Regions from separate parts of the Sus scrofa genome. Here region 2 is linked to region 1. The links are chromatin contacts, called in public targeted proximity ligation maps. All regions are on one chromosome and are shown on one strand. The core of a region is the stretch at or near the end of the contact, and the rest is flanking DNA. Distances in the headings are between cores, read along the strand shown.

Region 1 (5,745 bases), core at 2,357-4,856:
AGATAGACAGACACATAGATACAGAGATAGATAACAAAATAAATGTAAATATGTACATGCACAAATGCACTTTCCCTGGCTCTGTGCATGGAGAGGCTCTGTACATGCTCAGTAGCAATGAGCATCCTGAATGCCTAGATTTTGGTTTCTAAACACCATTCTCCACTAAAGACACCAGGGACCCTTGGATAAATGGCTGGTTCCAGAGCTTGGCTAGGAAATGTACAAGATAACTCTGAAACCTCTTTTTTACCAGAAAGGAAAAAAGTGATCAAAGATTTTAGAGACATGTCACATCCAAAAGACACAAAGACCAGCTCGAAGGGACTCGCACAAGCCAAATATGGAACAATATAAGCATAACAGTCAATAAAGATGACTACAGATTATGACCCTTTAAATAAAATAGCAATCCATGAATATACACTGATATAAATAAATAACAAATTGAAGGTATGAGAAGAAATAGTATAACGAGCTATTTCCCTAGTCTTAAAATGTCTCCCCATAAGATACTGACTAATTACAAAGAGAAAGATGCCTTGGTGGCAGACCCCACCTTAACGGTCAGTGTTAACATCATCAGCAATGGGACAAATCTGAATCTTGAGACACCTGATAGGTTGCAGTGAGAAGAACACGGCATTGGTCCTGTGATATTTCTGCCAAAGAGGCATTGCCTGAATCTAATAATGAAAACACATCAGACAAATCCAAGTGAAGGGACATTTTACAAAATAACTAGCCTCCAATCTCCATAAATGTCAAGGTCATGAAAGTCAAGGAAAGATTGAAAAAACATTCCATATCGAAGGAGGCTAAAGAGGTATGACACCAACTCCACACATTTATTCCAGATTGGATCCTTCATCTAAAGGGTTTCCTGGGCAGCTAAAGTAACCTAAAGGGGCTCTGAGGACTAGATGGTAGTGATGGTCCTGATTTGATGCTGGTATTGTGGTTATGTAGGAGAATTTCTCTCTCTCTCTCTCTCTCTTTTTTTTTTTTTTTTTGTAGGAAATGTACACTCAGATATCTGGATGCCATGGGGCATCATGTCAACAACTTGTGCTCACATGCTTCAGAAAAGAAAAATTTTGTTTGATTTTCAACTTTTCTGTAAATTTAGGATCACTTCCCACGAAGGGGATGGGGGGTCAAGGGTGTAGGACAACTGGCCCAGTCTCTTCAATGAATCTGTGTCATGAATACAAGGATAGGTTAAAAGAAGGACATGACAAGCAGATGCAAACGTGGTCCTGGATGAGGTGCACCTTTGGATAAACAGCAACAAAGCATGTTTTGGTAATGTAAATATGGTTTATTATTAAAGGAGATGAAATGTGTTGAAATAGAAAAGGGGAGATCCTTGACCAGAAAAGAAAAAAAAAAAAAAAAAAAAAGGCAGGTAACAGTGGTATGCATCGTGTGATCAAAATTTGCAGAAAAAGAGAAATACCACTTAAGTTCTAGAAGGATAAATACTAACCTTAGCACTGGTACTCACTGATACCTTTTTATTCTCTTCTTTTCGTTTGCCTTTATTTTCTAATATTTGACAATGTTTCTGAGTGGTAAAAAATAATTTGTGTGTCTTTTTAGAGCCTCACCAGCAGCATATGGAAGTTACCAGGCTAGGGGTCAAATCGGAGCTGCAGCTACTGGCCTATACCACAGCCACAGCAATGAGGGACCCAAGCTGTGTCTGTGACCTACACCACAGCTCACGGCAACGCCGGATCCTTAACTCACTGAGGAAGGCCAGGGATCGAACCTGAGTCCTCATGGGTACTAGTGAGGTTTGTTACTGCTGAGCCATGATGGGAACTCCAAAGATAATTTTTAAGTAATATTTAAATAATAGAATTGGGGGGAAAGCATCAATGGGGCAGCATGCACAACCTTGAATAACACATTTTTATCAGCTTGGATATGCTGATTATATACAAGTTTGGACAAAGTCCCAGGAGCATCACTTTACCCCTGACATAGGACGATCACCTCTGTCCCATGTGTCTGAGGATACAGATACATCTAAGGATGTATCTGGCTCTACAGTTCATGTTAAAGCTATATAGAAACATTTCAGTTATCTCGCCTGTACAATTGAGACTAACACTCTGTCTCAGAAGGTTCCTGGGGGGGTATTAAATGAGTTAAGATATTTGTAAAAAGTGTCAACTAAATTATTAATAGAAACCAAGAGCACTTCACTTCTACAACCACAAAATTTGTGATCTTGTATTTTTTTTATATAAAAAGAATAAAGGAACCAGATGTAACCCTCCAGTGCAGAATAGAAAGTCACATTTATTTTAATTCATGGACTCTTATATTGTACCTTCTGTATGCCAGGTGCTATTCTAAGTGCTTTGCAAATAATGCATTTTTCATCATCACAATAATCCTCAGAGGAAAGTGATCCTATTACCTTCTCCATTTGAAGGAACTGAGCCACAGAGAGGTTAAGTTGTGTAAAGTCACACAGCCAGTAAGAGGCAAGGACAGGATTAGAACTAGATAGTCCAAGCTCTTTTTTTTTTTTTTTTTGGTGTTTTTGTCTTTTTAGGGCCACATCCATGGCATATGGAGGTTCACAGGCTAGGGGTCGAATTAGAGCTGTCGCTGCCAGCCTACACTACAGCCACAGCAACTCAGGATCTGAGATGTGTCTGTGACCGACACCACAGCTCATGGCAACTCTGGATCCTTAACCCTCTGAGTGAGGCCAAGGATCGAACCTGTATCCTCATGGATGCCAGTCAGGTTCCCTAACCACTGAGCCACGATGGGAACTCCGATAGTCCAAGCTCTTAACCTCAACCCACGTGGCTGCTCTTACAACCATAGAACCAAAATACAGGAGTTGCGGGTTCATATTTGTACCAGTTGCTTTCCAAAAGTTCACGTGTAAGCTAATATGTCAAGTTCTAATGCATTTCCCACCAAAACGTTACCGCAAATCAGGTTTGGCTCCTAGCCCACCCTATTTACATAGACTAAACGTATTTAACAACTTGGCTGAATCAGAACAACTATGGCCTCAAGACAGGTGTCCCTCTGAGCAGAAGATGGTACATCTTCTTGGTTTCATCTCCCCACCCAATTCCAATTGATAACTTGTGGCTGCACAGAACGTGGAGTGTTGTCTGGAGAGTTCGGAGGTTTCCTTAGCAGGAAAGTGTACTGGGATCAATTCATGTCTTCCTTGACTGGAGAGATAGGAAGAGGGGCCCCAAAGCCAGACATTCCCCATCTCCACTCCAGAGCCTTTTAAACTTTGACACGAGAAGGTACATCTCAATCTTGAGCCCTGAGAAGTCCAGGGAAAGGCCAGGCCAGGCCAGGGATTCTGTGAGCAAACAGGAGAGGCAGAACCCGCTTGAGGCTTCCAGTGGCTGTGTGGGAGGGCCTCGTGAAATCAGTGGCTTGGGACCCCTCTGATGGGGTGACAGTGGCTATTCAGAATTCTGGGTAACTTGCCCGTTGAGAATGTGTGTGTCAGCAGTGCCAGCCTAGCCCTTCCTCACACTCGCACACATCACCACCACAATCCACACATGGGCCAGCCCAAGGGAGGGACGTCTTTGTCACCGTCTACTCTCGTGGCATTTCAAGAAGCTGTCAGAAGGGCTCGATGATTCATTCCAAGTCACACAGTGTGATCAGTCATGAGTTATATATAAAAGCAATGTCAGAGCAGGATGAAAATGAATACTTAGAACCCAGCAAGTTGAGCCCACAAACCACCCGCTTACGTACAGGACTGAGAAACTGGGGTTTGGTTTGGGTGGAGCCTCGCACCCTACTGCTGAGGTTTTCAGACAGGGGCTTTAGGATGTGAAAGAATCTCAGTCTCTGCATGTGGTTTGCTGAGAATGTATTTCTCAAGATAAACTAGAAAACAATTATTTCAAGCTAAAAGTGAGTCCCAGACTAGGTTGCATTTCAGAGAATACTGTAGCCCAGCAGGCTCCCAAAATATCATATCAGCTTTTGAAGGCATTTCACAGTTGCTGCAACAGCACCGTTGGAAGAAAGCCAAGCAGTTTTAGAAGCAGCGCCGTCCCTTAGACATAGATGACAATGCCAAGAGTAAAATCAAAAAGGGCCATTGCCTAGCTTGGCATCTGGGTCCTGCAGCTGCCAAATCATATCCATTGACCATGCCAAAGACATCCTCAGAGAAATTCCCAGTGAGAGGCCCAGTGGTCCAGCAAGCTGCAAAATTGCCTACGATCTAGACAAGCAATGGGCTTTGGGGCTCTAGCATCTGCTGAGATTGCCAGGTGACTTGAAGCATGTTGATAGAAAGATTTCAGGGCCTGTCTTCTTGTTTATAAAATGGGCACTTCACTTGCTGTGTGTGTGTGTGTGTGTGTGTGTGTGTGTGTGTGTGTGTGTGTAGGGAGAGTAAGGGGAGACAGACAGCGAGAAAGAGAAAAGGAGACAGGGCTCTGAAAAGCTATAATAAATAAGCAACGTTCTTACAAATTGTCCAGAAGATAGGATTAACATGATTAAATGAACTAAGAAGAGGACTGGGGAGAAATAGGAGACTCGGGCCATTTTCTAATTCTTTCTCCAAAGGATGAGAGGAAATAGCAATACAGAGACAGAGTCCCTCCCTTGAAGGAAGAAAAATCATGCCCTCCTCTGCTGGGCATGTAAAGAAAGCAAAGCAAAAACTCAGGAAAGTTGGCCAAGCCAGGCAGAAGCCCGTCTCCCACCTGCACATCTGCCTTGGGCTTTTCTTCTTTTTAGATTGTTGCAACAAAACAGATGGCGGCAGAAGCCTGAATTTTAAATTTATGAATGGAAATATGAACAGATGTTAGCAATCAAGATGGCATATAAGAATTTTTTCAGATCATGTTTACAGCCCAGCCTCCTTCACATAAATGGGAGAGCAGGTCATAAAAAGGGTAGTTTTTGATCTCAGGACGGCATGGATCCAAGATGGTGATTATGGGGAAATATTGAAAGAACAAAGGAAGAAAACACTAATCAGCTCCCTGTATAAATGCTAAATATTTATCTACACAATGATAAAATGCATCTGCACGAAAACCATTAACCCATCAAGAGCACATTCTGTGTTTTAAGTAGGTGACATTCAAGCCCAGGGTTTTAACAAATATCTGTGAACACCTACTTGCTTGAATTCTGTTTTGATTTTTGACATGATATCGATTGTTTTGTTTGGTTTGGCTGAATTTCCCAGACATATGGAGTTTTACTGCATTTCAGGGAGGAATGGAGTTAAGAGCCCTTAAGAGAGCTGATTGTATGCGCATGCGTCCACTATCCCATGCGAGGAACCAGCTGGGTTCTCAGGGTGGGTGGGAAGCAACAAATGGATAGAACCCAATCTAGGTCCTCAACACACAGAACTGAAAGCAAAAGCAGATACCTTATATAACACAAGGCTGGAACAAGGTATGTGCCGAAGGTTATAAGGTGTGAAGAGAAGGGAGTGGGGTGGATTGGGGCATGGAACATGACAGTGCTTCCTGATTTCCTAAGAAGGGAAGACTCTGGGGCATTCCCGTTGTGGCACAGTGGTTGATGAATCCAACTAGGAACCACGAGGTTGCGGGTTTGATCCCTGGCCTTGCTCAGGGGGTTAAGGATCCGGCGTTGCCGTGAGCTGTGGTGTAGGTTGCAGATTCGGCTTGGATCCCGCGTTGCTGTGGCTGTGGTGTAGGCCGGTGGCTACAGCTCCAATTCGACCCCTAGCCTGGG
Region 2 (5,198 bases), core at 1,367-3,866, 560 kb before region 1:
AACGTGCATCCTTCCTCATCTTGACAGCTAACAAGATAAACATCTCAGCACGGGATGTGCCACATAATGGTCCCGGGACTTTTGCATAGAAGTTGCCAACGGTGCACGCTTTGGAAAAGGGATGAATGTCACCTTCAGGGTAGTGGCTGGCAAACAAAGTCCTTTCTGCTTGCTCTGCCCAGGTGTTCCCTGGATGACCAGGCCAGCCGGGGCCCAGGCCCGATTGGCGTGCTCAGGATGGAGCCTCATGGTGTCAGAGGGCCAGTGGCAGAGGGCTGCGGGCCTGTGGGTACAGGCAAAGGGCCCAGCTGATATGAAGCTTGGGGGCTCTTGCTCTAGTCTGTGGCATTTCCACAGCAACAGATGTGCAGGAGCTGAGGCCCAAGGGCACTTGGCACTGTCAAACTGCCTGCAGAGCCCCCGATGGGACCCTGGCACTCCTGGTTTCTTATGAGACCTCATGAGGTGCTCCGGAGACCTCATGGACTCAGAAGGATGGCTGGGGCCTGGCAATGTAGCGGGGGGCGGGGGGGCAGGGTGGGATCCAAGGCAGGCTTCTCTGGGATCCTGTGTCTTGCCTGCCTGGCATTGACTAGTCAAGGACCACTCTCTCAACCCCTCCATTTCCCTGGGGGCCGAATTGGCAAGATGGGGCACTTCTGGGTGAATGTGGTCCTTTCCGCCTTGACTCTGGCTCCTGTTGACAGGTGCCCACGGACACAGGATGCCTCCAAGTTCAAGGCACAGAGGACCCGAATTTGAGAACATGCTTTGACAAGGGGGCCATGCCAGGGGCACAGAAGCTCGCCCGCCCCCCACCCCACCGTCTCCTCTGCTCTGATAGTTTCCCTGCCATGGATCTGGTCTCCAGAGTTAGAGCACAAGCTCCAGGATGCAAGAGCTCTGGTTTCTTTGAGGAACCCCCACAATATCCAGGGAGGTTCTCCATACATTCTTGCAGGTTGACCAAGTTCTGAAGTGACTTGTCGTTTTGCCCCTTTTTCCTAGAAGGCAGCCTCGAAGTGACAGCGAGCTTCTGTCTCCTCAATGAGAAGGCTTCCCCAGGAGCATTTTTGTCTTGCCAACCTGACTATACAAACCCTAGGATAAGGGTTAAATAGTCAATGACACAAGTATGTAGCAGTTTAGGGATACACATATGTTTAAAATTACATTGCACATATTTTATTTTCATTTCTTTAAAACATTGGCTTTTACTACGGATACCTTGGGCAGCAGTGTCTTTCTCTCACCAGAACACATCTCTGGCTTTTTCTCCCCTCTCAACTGTTGGGTGCAGCTCTTCCGAATCTGAGGAAAATGGTCAGGAACCTCCCCATTGTTTTTATGATGATATTTCAAGCAGATCACTTATGCTGCATCCTGAGGGCTCTTTAGCTAGCTTGTTCCCAACATCTAATGCAACTGGGAGGCCACCACCTCAGCAATCGTCACAAATTGGTATTATATTCTTTGCCTTCTTTTAACATTTTTTTTTTCCAAAGGGCCATACCCACAGCATGTGGAGGTTCCCAGACTAGGCGTTGAATCAGAGCTACAGCTGTCAGCCTACACCACAGCTCACAGCAACAGTGGATCCTCAACCCACTGAGCGAGGCCAGGGATGGAACCCACACCTTCATGGATCCTGGTCAAGCTCGTTAACCACTGAGCCATGAAGGGAACTCCCTTTTAACCTTTTTTTAAATTAAAAAAATTTTTATAGCCGCACTTGTGGCAATATGGAAGTTCCTGGGTCAGGGGTTGAACCCGAGCCACAGCTGTGACCTATGCCACAGCCTTGGCAATGCCAGCTCCTTAGCCCAATGCCCAGGGCCAGGGATGGAACACTTGCCTCCACAGTGACCTGAGCTGCTGCCTTTGGAGCCCTAACTCACTGTGCCACAGAAGGGACTCCCCTTTGCCTTCTAAATTTTTCGCCAAATTTATATGGTCATCTCTATAAACATCTCTATAACTAGCATCTCTATAAGCTAACATCCACAGAGGTCATGTTAGCTTAATATGCTTTCCCTAAACAGGCCTTCATTGGTCCAGATAAAGTTTTAGAGAAGAGACTTTTTACTCTGAGAAATGAGACTTTGTATAGGCTCAGATAAAATCAACTTTCCTCTCCTTCCCCCGCCTTTTAAAGGTAATTTTTATGGCAAGAAAGAACTCAGCTAATCTCAGGGCTTACATAGTATTTCAAGTTTAAGAATGAGGGAGATTTTTACTCCTCCCTTCTCAAGGTTGAAGTGCCTCTTCTTCCAGGAAGCCCCTCTGGCCAGCTGAACTGGCTGCTCCTGCTCTATTCCGTGGAACCTGCCCTTTGCCCCATCGCAGCATTCCTCGTCCTGCCACTGATGTCAAAGGGCAGTGCCCACCCACTGGTACTGGCCCTGGCATCTGTTCCCTTGGCAGTGGCTTCCCTCTGCCCAAGAACAACTTTGCCCGGGTCAAACCAACTGTAATCATCACCCTTTACAACAAAGGGCTGGGCCCTCTAGAGGAAGCTCGGTCTCCATCCCTGCGGATTTCACCTGGCCCTTTACGGCTCAGAGCAGCTCCAGGCTTTTGTCGGAGGAGCTGCTGGCAGCGCCCCCGTGTGGTACTCGGTTACTGCCTGACTCAGATGGACGCTTTGGGCTCAGGTCCTGAAACAAATATCCACCACATCCTGGACACTTGACCTCTGAAGCCATTTGGATTTCACAACGTCACTCTTGAAAAATGAAGTGACATAGCTCCTGTCTGACTTGGCTGCTTGTCACACCCTATGCCCTTGTATTCTTGCCGCCACTCAGGGCTTTTGGAGACATCCTCGCAATTCCCCCACGTCCCATCCGTTTGCATATTCTTCCAGCAGAGGACACTACATATCCAGGCTGCTCAAAACCCGGGGCTGCGACTGGGGTCAATGCGTGGCATGAGGTGGTTGGTTGTATCCAGGATTTTAGCGGCAGGGCTTTTCTGTCTTCTATCCCCTGCGAAAGCCCATTTGTCAACGATGTTTCTGGCACTCGCTAATAGAGTTCTGTGATCTTGTTCATCTTTGGGGCTCAGCTGCCTTAGGTGCAGTCATGGTGGGGGGAAGCCCTCTCAGTCCTCAGACACAGGTGAGGAAAGCTGTGTTTTCTGAGGATGTTGTTGCTCGGTGGCTATGCTCTCAGCTAACGGCAAACGCACGACAAGTTCACCGCAAGGAGGAATCCCCTGCCTTGGAAGAGATGCATCGTTTTGTGAAGCAGATAAAACCACTGTTGGAGAATTGCTGGCGTCACATGCAGAGCCATTGACAGATGTTTGGCGGGTTAGGACAGTTAACAGGCAGAGAAGAGAAGCTAAGCAAGAAGAGGTTATGGAAAGTGGTTTAAAAGAGAAGAACATGAAAGGAATAAGAAAGACCTTTGGGGAACAGTGACGAAGGCCTCAGATATCCACACAGGGCTTCTGCAATGGTCTTCATCATGACTGCATTGCAATTCAGATGAGGATGCTTTCGTGTTATGTGACCATGACATCAGAGATTGATCACCTCTGATGGCCAGACTCAGTGCTTGTTCTTGGCCTCAACTTGACCACAAGCAGGACTTCAGGATGGAAGATGCTTCTCTGTGGGCATCCCCACTGATGGCTCCTACCCTTTATGTCCTTCCTGGGCTTCTCTGATGTGTTGGTTCTGCTGCTGCTCTTCCAACAGGCACAAGTAGCCCGGAAGTGCCAGGAGCATCAGTGACCCCGGGGAAAACGCATGAGCCATCAGAGCAGGGAGCTGGTGAGAAGGACACTTGTGGTCAGTGGCCAGGTGGACGACTCTGCCCTCCTTGGAGGGTCACTGGTGAGACAATGCCCTTCTTTGCCACCAGGAGTGACCTTGACAATGCATACGCTATGTCACCTTCCTTCTTCTCTTCCACTCTGTTTCCCTCAGCTGTGACCCTGGGATCTCCCTTGGACTCAAGGGGCAGCACAAGAGTCCCTGACTCAATTTATCAGGAAGAGCCTTTCCAACCCTCCTTTTAGCCTGTGTTCCAAGAATTAGCTCAACGGTTTCATTATAACCTAGTCTTAAATATACAATAAAATAAAATTCTATAATTTTTAGTTTAATTTTTCAAGATAGAACTCCAACTGATCCTTCTTTTTCTATTCATTATAACGCTTCATTAGGTTTTAAGTGAATTTACATTAAGTGGCCTTTTCCCATCAATTATCTGATGAACCTTAGATACATCCCTTTCCCCACCCCAGAATTCTATAATTGATTTTTCCCCATGTATGGTGTATGTCTTTTTCCATGCCTCATATATTCTTCTAAAATATACATTCCACCATATGGCGGTGTTACCATTTATATACTCAGTCCTTACTGTATCTTGAAGTTATTTCATTTTCTAAAAATATCATAAATAACCGTGAAGAGAATAAACTCAATGTATAAAAGTTGGACAGGTTTTCTGTGCCTCGGTTTCTATGGGGACCAGAATAGCACCCGCCTCAAAGAGCTGTTGTGAAGATTAAATACATTATCACTTAAAAAGTGCTCAGAACATGCCTTACGCATCCATACTCAGTGATCTATAAAGCTTGGCAATGATGAATGATGATGCAGTGGTGAGGTAAAGTTGAAGACTCCTGGTTTAGTGAATGGCATGGTCTACCTAGTTACTCAATCCAGTCAATTCTCCAAACTGGTGAATTCTTTCAATTTTATCGACTTTCTCCATCCTACTGTCATTACTCTATTCAGGCCACACACCCCCACCCCCGCCTGTAGCCCTGGTCCCCAGGGGTCTCCTTGTCTTGAGTTTTGCCCCTTCCAATCCATCCTTGTCCTGTGCCCCAAGTGCTCTTTTCAAGACAAAGCTCTGCAGGGTTGAACCGCTTTCTTTCCTACTAGCATTGGTTGAGGGTACCTGTTTCCAAAAAATCCCTTATATTGTCTGTAATTCTTTTTAAAACATTTTTTTTTTCTTTTTAGGGCCACACCCGTGGCATATCGAGGTTCCCAGGCTAGGAGTCAAGTCGGAGCTATAGCCGCCGGCCTACACCACAGCCACAGCAACATCAGATCCGACCCGCATCTGAGACCTACACCACAGCTCATGGCAACGCCGGATCCTTAACCCACTGAGCAAGGCCAGGGATTGAACCCAAAACCTCATGGTTCCTCGTCGGATCCATTTCCACTGCAC

What was found.
Region 2: a targeted proximity ligation map of alveolar macrophages shows a contact between it and region 1. A contact is called at or near these places in 1 of 47 Hi-C or Micro-C datasets (embryonic fibroblasts) and 1 of 2 datasets of targeted methods (alveolar macrophages).

The regions. Positions count from the first base shown.
Region 1 is chr4:39,990,360-39,996,104 of Sscrofa11.1, forward strand. No RefSeq gene overlaps it. Among named protein-coding and RNA genes, the nearest start is that of SDC2, 140 kb to the right of the region's middle.
Region 2 is chr4:39,432,140-39,437,337 of Sscrofa11.1, forward strand. No RefSeq gene overlaps it. Among named protein-coding and RNA genes, the nearest start is that of TSPYL5, 72 kb to the left of the region's middle.